Regions from separate parts of the Triticum aestivum genome. Here region 2 is linked to region 1. Evidence: chromatin contacts called from public Hi-C data. All regions are on one chromosome and are shown on one strand. The core of a region is the stretch at or near the end of the contact, and the rest is flanking DNA. Distances in the headings are between cores, read along the strand shown.

Region 1 (6,369 bases), core at 2,273-4,772:
ACATGGCAGCCTCGGAGGCAGCACAAGAAGCAATCTGGATGAAGGAGTTCATTACCGACCTAGGAGTTATTCCCAATGCGTCGGGCCCGATGACACTCTTCTGTGACAACACTAGAGCTATTGCCCTTGCCAAGGAGCCCAGGTTTCACAGGAAGACCAGGCATATCAAGCGTCACTTCAACTCCATTCGTGAAAATGTTCAAAATGGAGACATAGATATTTGTAAAGTGCATACAGACCTGAATGTCGCAGATCCGTTGACTAAACCTCTTCCTCGAGCAAAACATGATCAACACCAGAACTCTATGGGTGTTCGATTCATCACAATGTAACTAGATTATTGACTTTAGTGCAAGTGGGAGACTGTTGGAAATATTCCCTAGAGGCAATAATAAAATGGTTATTATTATATTTCCTTGTTCATGATAATTGTCTATTGTTCATGCTATAATTGTGTTATCCAGAAATCGTAATACATGTGTGAATACGTAGACCACAACATGTCCCTAGTGAGCCTCTAGTTGACTAGCTCGTTGATCAATAGATGGTTACAGTTTCCTGACCATGGACATTGGATGTCATTGATAACGGGATCACATCATTAGGAGAATGATGTGATGGACAAGACCCAATCCTAAGCATAGCGCAAGATCGTGTAGTTCGTCTGCTAAAGCTTTTCTAATGTCAAGTATCTTTTCCTTAGACCATGAGATTGTGCAACTCCCGGATACTGTAGGAATACTTTGGGTGTGCCAAACGTCACAACGTAACTGGGTGACTATAAAGGTGCACTACGGGTATCTCTGAAAGTGTCTGTTGGGTTGGCACGAATCGAGACTGGGATTTGTCACTCCATATGACGGAGAGGTATCTCTCGGCCCACTCTGTAAGACATCATCGTAATGAGCTCAATGTGACTAAGGGTTGGTCACGGGATGATGTGTTACGCAACGAGTAAAGTGACTTGCCGGTAACGAGATTGAACGAGGTATTGGGATACCGACGATCGAATCTCGGGTAAGTAACATACCGATTGATAAAGGGAATTGTATACGGGATTGCTTGAATCCTCGACATCGTGGTTCATCCGATGAGATCATCATGGAACATGTGGGAACCAACATGGGTATCCAGATCCCGCTATTGGTTATTGGTCGGAGAGTTATCTCGGTCATGTCTGCATGGTTCCCAAGCCCGTAGGGTCTACACACTTAAGGTTCGATGACGCTAGGGTTATTAGGAAGATTTGTATGTGATTACCGAATGTTGTTCGGAGTCCCGGATGAGATCCCGGACATCACGAGGAGTTCCGGAATAGTCCGGGGTGAAGATTTATATATGGGAAGTCATCATACGGTCACCGAAAATATTCGGAGGTATACCGGTATTGTACCGGGACCACCGGAGGGGTTCCGGGGGTCCACCAGGAGGGTCCACCTGCCCCGGAGGGCCTTATGGCCTGTAGGTGGAAGGGAACCGGCCCCTAGTGGGCTGGGCGCCATCCCCCCTAGGGCCCATGCGCCTAGGGTTTGGGGGGAATCCTAAAAGGGGGCGCCCCCCTTGCTTGGGGGGCAAGCCCCCTCCCCCTTGGCCGCCGCCCCCTCTAGATCTCATCTAGAGGGGCCGGCCCCCTTCCCCCTTCTCCCTATAAATAGAGGGGCGAAGGGAGGGCTGCAACACCACATCCAAGGCGCAGCCCCTCCCCTCCCCAACACCTCTCCTCCTCTGCGTGAGCTTGGCGAAGCCCTACCGGAGAACTGCCACTCCAACACCACCACGCCATCGTGCTGGTGTTGGAGCCTTCTTCCTCAACCTCTCCCTCCTCCTTGCTGGATGAAGGCGCGGGAGATGTCACCGAGCTGCACGTGTGTTGAACACGGAGGCACCGTTGTTCGGTGCTCAGATCGGATTCGGCCGCGATCTGAATCGCTACGTGTACGACTCCTCCAACCGCGTTCTTGCAACGCTTCTGACTCGCGATCTTCAAGGGTATGAAGATGCACTCCCCTCTCGTTGCTAGTTACTCTATAGATTGATCTTGGTGATGCGTAGAAAAATTTTAATTTCTGTAACGATCCCCAACAATAAGTTTCTATTTTCCATCGTACTAGTTTCCGATGTACTATTTGTGCAATCTTTACTTTCCGGTCTATAAACCAAAAATACAAAAAAAATACCGTTCATCTATCTCTATCAGATCTCAGTTTTGCAAGTAATCGTGAAGGGATTGACAACCCCTTTATCGCGTTGGGTGCAAGTTGTTTGATTGTTTGTGCAGGTATTAGGTGATTTGTGCGTTCTGGATGGATACCTTGGTTCTCAAACTGAGGAAAATACTTATCTCTACTTTGTTGCATTACCCTTTCCCCTTCAAGGAAAAAACCAACGCAAGCTCAAGAAGTAGCACCGTCCTCGATGTGCTCGAGGACGGCTTCGAGCATGCGGCCGGGGACGCCCCACCATTGGCACCGTCCCTCGGAGTTGAGGCGGCCACGAGGCTCGACGCTGTTCGTGGAGGCGAGCTGTTCTTCGTTGCGGCGGCCGACATACGCCGTCCATAGCGTGTGGCTGTCGGGGACGTACCTTAGCTGCGGTCGCGCGTGATCTCGGCGCGTCGATCAGCACCGATGGGCGCCGGTGGCATCGGGACACCGCCGGCGCCGAGCTTCAAGAGCCAGGCACCCACATGTTCAGCGGCGCTGGGTAGTCCGCCTCGTAGAGGAGGCGGGCTTCGTCCTCATGCAGGTGGCGACGGCCGAAGCCGTTGGACGCCGCTCCGTCGCCGGGGTAGCGCTCGACCATGGTTTTGAGACGAGGAGAGAGGGGAGAGGGGCGTCGTCGGTGAGAGGGGGAGAGGTGATGTGGCGAGGAACTGTGCGGCCACTGACGAGTGTGGGACGGCTTTTATAGTCGCGGATGGGTGGCGAACGGGCAGCAGCCATGTGTACGCGTGACGGGAGGGGCGGGAGGCGCGTCAGCGCGCTTTCACTGCGCCGCTCGTGAGGAATCAATGGAAGGCTGACCGACAGCAGCCTTCTCGTTGATTCCCCGAGGAAAAACGAGGCGATGAGGACGATGAACGCACCTAATCGCTGACTGGACGGGTCCACCAAGCTTTCGCGCCAAAAAAGTTTCCTTCCGACGCCCCCGGGCGTCCCCCAGCGCGTCGGGTTCGGTCTAGGTCCGCCGACGTCAAAATCGGGCCTAGCCGGCGAAAAATTGGCTTGTAAGGACACGACTGGGCCATTTTTTTCGCGCCAACAATAAAAAATGGTGTTGGGGGGCTTGTTGACGCGGGGACGGGGTGTGGATATGCTCTTGTTTGTACTCCCTTCGTCCAAAAATATTTGTCATCAAAATAAATAAAAAAGAATATATCTACATGTATTTTAGTTTTAAATACATCTTTTTTTATCCATTTTAATGATAAGTATTTTCGGACGAAAGAAGTAACAGACATTATAGCTGTTTAATTGAAGTGTTGCGGTGACCATTCGGTGATTTTTTTTTTTTTTTGAGAACGTGCATTCGGTGATCCGGTTGCCTGAGGAAACAGGGGGACGCAGCTGTTTGGCCGCTGTTTGGCCGAAGCAGACCATCTTCCCCAATCGAAACAACCCGCTGTTTGGCCGAAGCAGACCACCTACGCAGCAGATTCTGCGGGCTCCGGCGGCCCCTGCCACCTCCGGCGACATCTACGTGCTCCCCTCGACCTCCTCCACAAATCCCCTTTGCTTGGTTGGTCCGCCTCCAGCCCTGCACGTATATCGACGACACCACCAAACCCTACTTGTCGCCGCCCTCCTTAGTCGTTGACATCGCGGGAGTGGCGTTCTGCGGCGTCTCTTCTTCTCCATCTCCCTCAACCATCGCGTTCCTCAGCCGATCCAGAAGCCTCTAGAAGCGTCGCGAGCGCCGAATCCCGCGGCCATGGCGGAGAGGCTGGCACCCGAGAAGCGCCATGCCTTCGTCCACAATGGTAAGCCTCCCCGGTCTAACGCTCCACTTTCTTCTAGAGCGTTCCAGAGCCTGCCCTCACCTATGGTTTCTCCCCTCCTCTCCCCCAATGGATTGCGTGGGGGCGCAGGGCAGAAGGTTTTCGAATGGGACCAGTCGCTGGAGGAGGTGAACATGTACATCGAGCTCCCCAAGAACGTGCCCACCAAGCTGATTCAGTGTGTGATCCAGGCCGGCCACGTTGAGGTCGGCATTCGCGGCCACCCGCCCTACCTCAACGTCCGTGATTTACTCTCTCTCCCTCTCTCTCTCTCTCTCTCTCTTCCAATTCGATTCCACTCGAGCTCGTGCTAAATATTGAGCTCTTTCTTGATTTGTGTTTGTATCTTTAAATTTGATATGTGGATTGTTTTGCAGCATGACCTTATGCACCCCGTGAAGACCGATTCGTCTTTCTGGACGATAGGTATGGCTCATTTCTCTCCCACCTGGAATTATTGGTCTCCCAGCTACAGAGTTTTGGCGGATTTTAGGTATCTGTTTGGGTTAGTGCAGAACTAGAAAGCGCAATCAGCTCATCCAGTGCAGTCTGCAATGGCACATTTAGTGCAGAACTCATCTACGAGTTTTTACTAGATTTAGCTCTTCTTCACTCTGCAGTGAATTATTTAAGGGCATAAAACCTTTTTCTCTGGTCCATTTACAAAATATCAATGTAGGAAAAGGAAAAACACACTAAATTTATTCAGTGCACCATATGCTGCAGTAATTTTGTGGAGTGCCATTATTTTGTGGGCTAGTTTGCATATGGGTATGCTGCCATGGGTGAGAAGTCACCGGTATGAGGTTTATCAAGCATTAGGGAGACATCTATATCAACCATTACGTCATTAGCGCCTTCTGCTGATCTATATTTTTAATATGGATCATTGTGATTACAATGCAGAGGACGGTGAATTGCATATCACTCTGCAAAAAAGGGAAAAGGGGAAAGCATGGGCATCTCCAATAAAAGGCCAAGGTAGCTTAGATCCATATGCTGCAGACCAGGAACAGAAACGGCTTATGCTGCAAAGGTTTCAAGAAGAGGTATAATCAATTTACTGTGCAGACATAGTTTCCCTTCTGTTTACTGTGCATTCCTTTTTCTGTGTAGTCAGTTCCGCCTCACTCGTGGATCCCTGTATGTCTAAATAGTTATTTTCTCAATTTTGCGCACATGCTTATTGCCTTACCGATAATATGTGATATGAAGCAGAGCCTGATGTCAATTGGATTGGTACTGCAATGCACTAATGTCTCAAGTCAGATTACAGAAATGGTCGAAAGAACTCTGATTTTGGTCTTGCTCTGCTGTGTACACTGAACATTGGTTCTCCGATCCTTCCTGGCAAATATAGCAATTGTTGGGTTTGGAAATTATCCAAATGAGCCGGCTATAGGATTACAGGCCTTGTTTGTATGGGAAACTATTGGTGGTTATCTAATAGTGATCTTGCTTATCATGCATCCATGTGTTTGTGTTATATTGCAAATAGGCAACCTCACACTATACATTGGCCTTGCACATGGTAGTATCAGCCATTTTGCCAAACATTTTAGAAACCAAACACCTATGATTTATTGCCCACTTGTCATGATGAGAAAAACATAAGAGTTACTGAAAAAGTTATTGCCTTGTTTTAAGAAAGTGCAGCTGCTAGTTGAAACTACTAACACTCATGCAGGATTCTTTTTGCAAACTGGAGTTTTATGAGCCAGTACTATTCTAAAGAAAATATACTTGGTTAACAACCATATGACATGCTGGCGTAGCTTTATACCGGTGCTTTATCCATAATTAAATATAACTGGCCATTGGGTCAGTGCTATAAGTCTTTTGCAACTTTGTCCATTAACAGTTTAGAAGTATATATATTTACTCCATAAGTAGTGCCAGATTACCTTGCAAAAATACTTCTGTAATCTGTATTATTATTATCATTTCGACCAGGATACTACTCCCTCCGTTCCTAAATATAAGTCTTTGTAGAGATTTCACTATGGACTAGATACGGAGCAAAATGAGTGAATCTACACTGTAAAATACATCTATATACATTCGTATGTGGTCCATAGTGGAATCTCTACATAGACTTATTTTAGGAACGGAGGGAGTACAATAGAAATTCAGTCAAAGTCTTGCATGGGAAACTGAATAGGAAAAGACCAACTTACATTTGTGAATGGATGTTGTGTGTGTTTTGAGTTACCTATGGCATGTGCATTAACGTTGCCCTTCATATCTATGTTATGTGTATGCAGAATCCAGGGTTTGATTTTTCGCAGGCTCAGTTCAGTGGTACCTGCCCTGACCCAAGGACCTTCATGGGTGGAATTCACACTGATTGAAGAAGCTCGGCTCAAAAAATC
Region 2 (6,369 bases), core at 1,083-3,582, 460 kb before region 1:
CGAGTTCTTCATACTGAAATGTAGCATGACCACTTGACAGATGATAGAGCTAATGTGATTGTTGCTTTCTTGGAAGTATAACAAAGTGTAAAGCACCATTATCCCTTCATTAAAAGCTTGTATTATGGAAACCAGACTATATATACACACGAGTTCAGGTACACATTCGCCTATAGTAAATCCTACTACCAGGAGGTACCAAACTTCCACGGGGTCCAGCTATAGAAGTACCTATGCTTACATGACAGTGGCTAATGGGATTTCTCAAAATTCTATCAAGGTCGGCATAAGTGATCCAAGGGAAATGCTGAAAACGCACATGTTATCCTAGTAATCTTTGTAGGAAGAGGGCTGTTCTTTGCAAATGAAATGCTAATGAGAGAGCTTAAAATAAAACATACACATAAACTCAATAAATAAAGGCTCAAACCTATGTCATGTAGACAAATATACCACCGGGATCAAGTGTTAATAGATACTCTGTATGGAATAGAAAAACATAGCAAGCTAAGCAAACATAGTGTCACAGCATTATCCAAAAGAGTTACTACAAATTTCATGCTGGGCATCATTTAGAAAGATCAGTTCCAGCAATTGATCTTTCAAGCTATTCATCAACCACTAAATAAAGTCTAGCGTTCTGGTACATGTGGAAAGCAAGAAACTGGGAAACTGTGTATCACCAACAGAATTCATACCTTTGGCTGAGAAGTCTTCTTGGATGTTGATGGTTTTGATACTTTCTTACTTAGGCGTACAGGCCTTTCATCAACAATTTCACGCCTTGTGACTTTCACAACCTCTGACACCGGTTTCCTCTTTTGAGGGTCAACATTTGATGGTTGTGCGTGCATTGTTCCAGATAACATCTCACGTAGATCACGTACCCCGGAACCCTTTTGGCCAGCAAACCCTTGCTGAGAGCTTTTCTTCTGAAGCTTGAATCGCAAATCCCGTGGATCAACTGATCCTTAAGTGCAGACAGATAAGAGTTAAATGGGGCCAAAATAAAAGGTAGGTTGCCTTACTTCATTTAAGATACATCAACAAATAGATTACTTGAAGCTGATTCATCATCCCGGTAAAGATCATGCTTCCATTTATCATCAGTTTGTCGTTGCCTACAGATAGCATACATCAAGAAATCAATACGCGTGAAATTAGCTAGTCTAGTGAAGTGGGGAAACATGATAGTACAATGCTCGCAAGAACTATAGACCCCTTAATAACTTAAACCATGCGTACTAGCAAAGAACATTGATCTTTCTTTTACAAGCAGGCTTAAATACATCAAGGCTCGTGTCAGCAAGCTTTACAAAGTATAAGTTTATACATGAGGATAGAAGTGAACCAACATATCCACCCTCGATACTTTCAGACTAGAAAGCAGGACTATTTTCTTTAGAAATAACAAACTATCTATTAAAAAATCAATAGCAATGCATTGGTGATTGATTCTGCAACAGTTCATACCTCAGTTACATAAGTTACTGCTAGATTGAGTAAAACACCGTGTCCAAGGTTACATCGCTAGCTTCTAGCTCCCACAGGCGCTATCAACTAGTATTATCCGAGCTCATTCCATAGTCCATACCATGATACTCAACATATGAAATCACAAATCCTCAGGTAAAACAGTAAAGCAAGCGCTTGACCAAAAAAAAGGATTATCCAGAAACCTACGCTGCAATTCCCATGTTATGCTGCATAATGACGTGGCGTCCAACAGACCAATTCATGATATTTGTCATGCAGAATCATTGAATCTGACACCACAATTTCCATCGCTCAGACAAACAACACACATCACGCGGCTCAAAGCTCGTCCTTACTCTCCACAACCTCAATTCTAACATGAATGAAGGCATGGAATCTAGGGGCGCCGCCCTCAGCACGAGCAACCTAAAACAAGGCCCTAATTTCCACCATCCCTAAGCACATAGGAACGCACAGAGCGAGAAGCCCCAAGCTAAGGTTACAGAGGGAGCCGTGGCAACGATATGGAAGGAGCAGGTGGGAGCGGAACTTAAGCTGACCTCTTGGACAGCGCGTTACGAGCCCGGCCGGCGGCGTCCGCGCCGCCGCGGTCGGAGGGGAGGTCGGCGTCAAGGCGGTCATGGATGGAGCGCTTGCGGCCGGTGGAGATCTGGTCTGCATACATCTCTGTCCCTGTTCCTACGTACTAGGGGAGGGTGGTTGGTCTAGGGTTTCGACTTTCGAGCCGACACGATATGAGGGATGAGGGAGGGAAGAGAGGAGGAGGGACGGTGGCGAGGCGAAGGAGATGAACGAACGGAGGAAAATGGCAGGTAGGGCTGGGATGCGGGCCCAGTTGTCTGTACACGAATTTATATGGACCCGACTAGCTGGCACCCGAGTGCCCTCCCATATACGGAAAGAAACCACGCCGCGCGGACACGCAAAAATGAAACCACATGCCCCATGTCTTGTCGCTTCACCTGATCGAGCCGATCACGGGTTCCTGTCGTCGGTCCCTCCCCCTCCTTGCATCCTCGCGCACGCTCCACTACTATCCCCAGCGCCCTCACGCACCTCACGCGACCACTTTCTCCCTTTTCTTTGAAAGACAAGTCCGCGCAGGGGTCCCCTTCTTCCTCCTTATTCCTCTTTTCTTCCTCTAAAATAGATTTGCCCCATCAATGGCGTCTTGAAGAACAAGCCGACGCAAGAACCTCTCTTTGCTCCTCCTTGCTCCAAAAATCAGATCTGGAGACAACAAAGGAGAGCCTACCTCCCCCCAAAAAGGTAAGCACCACCTCTCCCGGCTTTCTCTCTTCCCTACTCAACCACCCCAGCCTTGCCCTACTTGAACATCAACTAGTTTTTAGTTTGTTCTTTGATTTGGTGAAAAAAATAAGAGCAACTTGTAGATTGCTTTGAGCCAACCATATGTATGGCATGCATCTTGAGCAACTCTTATGAAACAAAAAGCAACACCAGTACAAAAATAGGGCAACTCTAGTGCGAAAAAATATGCAGGAGCATTGCACAGCTTTGCAGGTACATTGCAACACCAAAACCTAATTCTCTATACTGTATGCATTGAAACAACTCTGTGCGATGGTAGCTGTGCAAAAAGTCTAGAGTTGCCTCTAGGAGGTGTAAAAACAGGGAAACTCTAGTACTAAACACATGCAACTCCCTGTGCATGAAAGCATGTACAACCAAAAAAATATAAAACTCATGTTAGAAGCGGGTAGAAAAAGTAGTAACTTGCATGTGTTAAAACACAACTTTTACATATCAGTATGGTTCTCGCTAAGACACAAATGACAAACGCATAAAAGGACACATAAAAACATATTCGAGCAATCCCACACTAAGGTACTTTGCTACATTGCATATGGTCTCACTAAAAAAAGGCATAAACTACACTAAAGGATAGGCCTTCTGTTGGGGAATGTAGCATGCAATTTCAAAAAAAAATCCTACGATCACGCAAGATCTATCTAGGAGATGCATAGCACCGAGACGGGGAGAGTGTGTCCATGTACCCTCGTAGACCGAAAGCGGAAGCATTATATTAACGCGGTTGATGTAGTCGAACGTCTTCACGATCCAACCGATCCAAGTACTGAACGTACAGCACCTCCGTGTTCAGCACACGTTTAGCTCGATGACGTCCCTCGAGCTCTTGATCCAGTAGAGGGTCGAGGGAGAGTTCCGTCAGCACGACGACATGGTGACGGTGTTGGTGATGTGATCCGCGCAGGGCTTCGCCTAAGAACTACGACGCTATGACCAGATGAGTAAACTGTGGAGAGGGGCACCACACACGGCTAAGAGAACAATTGATGTGCTTTGGGGTGCCCCCTGCCCCCATATATAAAGGAGGGGAGGAGGAGGCCGACTACCAAGGGGCGCGCTAGGGAGAGGGGAGTCCTACTAGGACTCCAGTCCTAGTAGGATTCGGCCCTCCTTTTTTTCCTTCTTCCAGAGGGGGAAAGGGGGAAATGAGAGGGAGTAGGAGAAGGAAAGGGGGGCGTCGCCCCCTTCCCTAATCCAGTTCGGCCTCCTCCCTTGTGGGGGTGCACCAGCCCGTTGTGGGCTGGTTAGCCTTCCTCCTATGGCCCATATCTTTCCTCGGGGTGTTCCGGTAACCCCTCCGGTACTCCGGTATGTACCCGATACACTCTGGAACCCTTCCGGTGTCGGGATACTACCTTTCAATATATCGATCTTTACCTCTCGACCATTTTGAGACTCCTCGTCATGTCCGTGATCTCATCCAGGGCTTTGAACAAACTTCGGTCACCAAAACACATAACTCATAATATAAATCGTCATCGAACGTTAAGCGTGCGGACCCTACGGGTTCAAGAACTATGTAGACATGACCGAGACACATCTCCGGTCAAAAACCAACAGCGAAACCTAGATGCTCATATTGGTTCCTACATATTCTACGAAGATATTTATCGGTCAATTCGCAATAACAACATATTTTATTCCCTTTGTCATCGGTATGTTACTTGCCCGAGATTCGATCGTCGGTATCATCATACCTAGTTCAATCTCATTACTGGCAAATCTCATCATCCCGCAACTAACTCATTAGTCACATTGCTTGCAAGGCTTATAATGATGTGCATTACCGAGAGGGCCCAGAGATACCTCTCCGATACTCGGAGTGACAAATCCTAATCTCGATCTATGCCAACCCAACAAACACCTTCGGAGACACCTGTACATCATCTTTATAATCACCCAGTTACGTTGTGACGTTTGATAGCACACAAGGTGTTCCTCCGGTATTCGGGAGTTGCATAATCTCATAGTCAAAGGAATATGTATAAGTCATGAAGAAAGCAATAGCAATAAAACTAAACGATCAACATGCTAAGCTAACGGATGGGTCTTGTCCATCACATCATTCTCCTAATGAGGTGATCTCGTTCATCAAATGACAAGACATGTCTGTGGTCGGGAAACTTAACCATCTTTGATTAACGAGCTAGTCAAGTAGAGGCATACTAGGGACATTTTGTTTTGTCTATGTATTCACACGTGTACTAAGTTTCCGGTTAATACAATTCTAGCATGAATAATAAACATTTATCATGATATAAGAAAATATAAATAACAACTTTATTATTGCCTCTAGGGCATATTCCCTTCAGTCTCACACTTGCACTAGAGTCAATAATCTAGTTCACATCGTCATGTGATTTAACACCAATACTTCACATCTTTATGTGATTAGTTCACATCTCCATGTGACTAATACCCAAATGGTTTACTAGAGTCAATAATCTAGTTCACATCGCTATGTGATTAACACCCAAAGAGTGATCATGTTTTGCTTTGTGAGATAAGTTTAGTCAATGGGTCTACCACATTCAAAGCCGTATGTATTTTGCAAATTTTCTATGTCTACAATGCTCTGCACGGAGCTACTCTAGCTAATCGCTCCCACTTTCAATATGTATCCAGATTGAGACTTAGAGTCATCCGGATCAGTGTCAAAGTTTGCACCGACGTAACCCTTTACAATGAACTTTTTGTCACCTCCATAACCGAGAAACATGTCCTTATTACACTAAGGATAATTTTGACCGATGTCTAGTGATCCACTCCTGGATCACTATTGTACCCTCTAGCCAAACTCATGGTGAGGTACACAATAGGTCTGGTACACAGCATATCGTACTTTATAGAACCTATGACTGAGGCATAGGAAATGACTTTTCATTCTCTTTCTATTTTCCGCCGTGGTCGAGTTTTGAGTCTTTACTCAACTTCACACCTTACAATGCAGGCAAGAACTCCTTCTTTGACTGATCCATTTTGAACTCCTTCAAAATCTTATCAAGGTATGTACTCATCGAAAGTCTTATCAAGCGTCTTGATATATCTTTATAGATCTTGATGCCCAATGTGTAAGTAGCTTCACTGAGGTCTTTCATTGAAAAATTCTTATTCAAGTGTCCTTTTATGCTATCCTGAAGTTCTTTATTATTTCCAATTAACAATATGTCATCCACATATAATATCAGAAATGCTACAGAGCTCCCACTCACTTTCTTGTAAATACAGGCTTCTCCAAAAGTTTGTATAAAACCATATGCTTTTTCACACTATCAAAGCATACATTCCAACTCCGAGATGCTTGCACCAGTCCATAAATGGATCACTGGAGCTTACACACTTTGTTAGCACCTTTCGGATTGACAAAACCTTCTGGTTGCATCATATACAACTCTTATTTAAGAAATCCATTAAGGAATGCAGTTTTGATATCCATTTGCCAAATTTCATAAAATGCGGCAATCGCTAACATGATCCAGACAAACTTTAAGCATAGATACGAGTGAGAAACTCTCATCGTAGTCAACACCTTGAATTTGT

What was found. Hi-C and Micro-C count contacts between places; a contact is called where the count stands out from the background.
Region 2: a Hi-C map of an unstated tissue shows a contact between it and region 1, with 10 times the contacts expected there. The contact joins the promoter of LOC123189023 here to the promoter of LOC123189022 in region 1. A contact is called at or near these places in 2 of 5 Hi-C or Micro-C datasets (leaf and an unstated tissue).

The regions. Positions count from the first base shown.
Region 1 is chr2A:471,114,371-471,120,739 of IWGSC CS RefSeq v2.1, reverse strand. LOC123189022 (nudC domain-containing protein 2) reads left to right here and starts at 3,522. Exons shown (of 5, transcript XM_044601339.1): 1 at 3,522-3,979; 2 at 4,088-4,236; 3 at 4,375-4,423; 4 at 4,904-5,046; 5 at 6,262-6,369. The coding sequence starts at 3,931. The coding sequence ends at 6,348.
Region 2 is chr2A:471,568,749-471,575,117 of IWGSC CS RefSeq v2.1, reverse strand. LOC123189023 (ankyrin repeat and SAM domain-containing protein 6) reads right to left here and starts at 2,332. Exons shown (of 6, transcript XM_044601340.1): 1 at 2,037-2,332; 2 at 1,060-1,121; 3 at 699-970. The coding sequence starts at 2,161.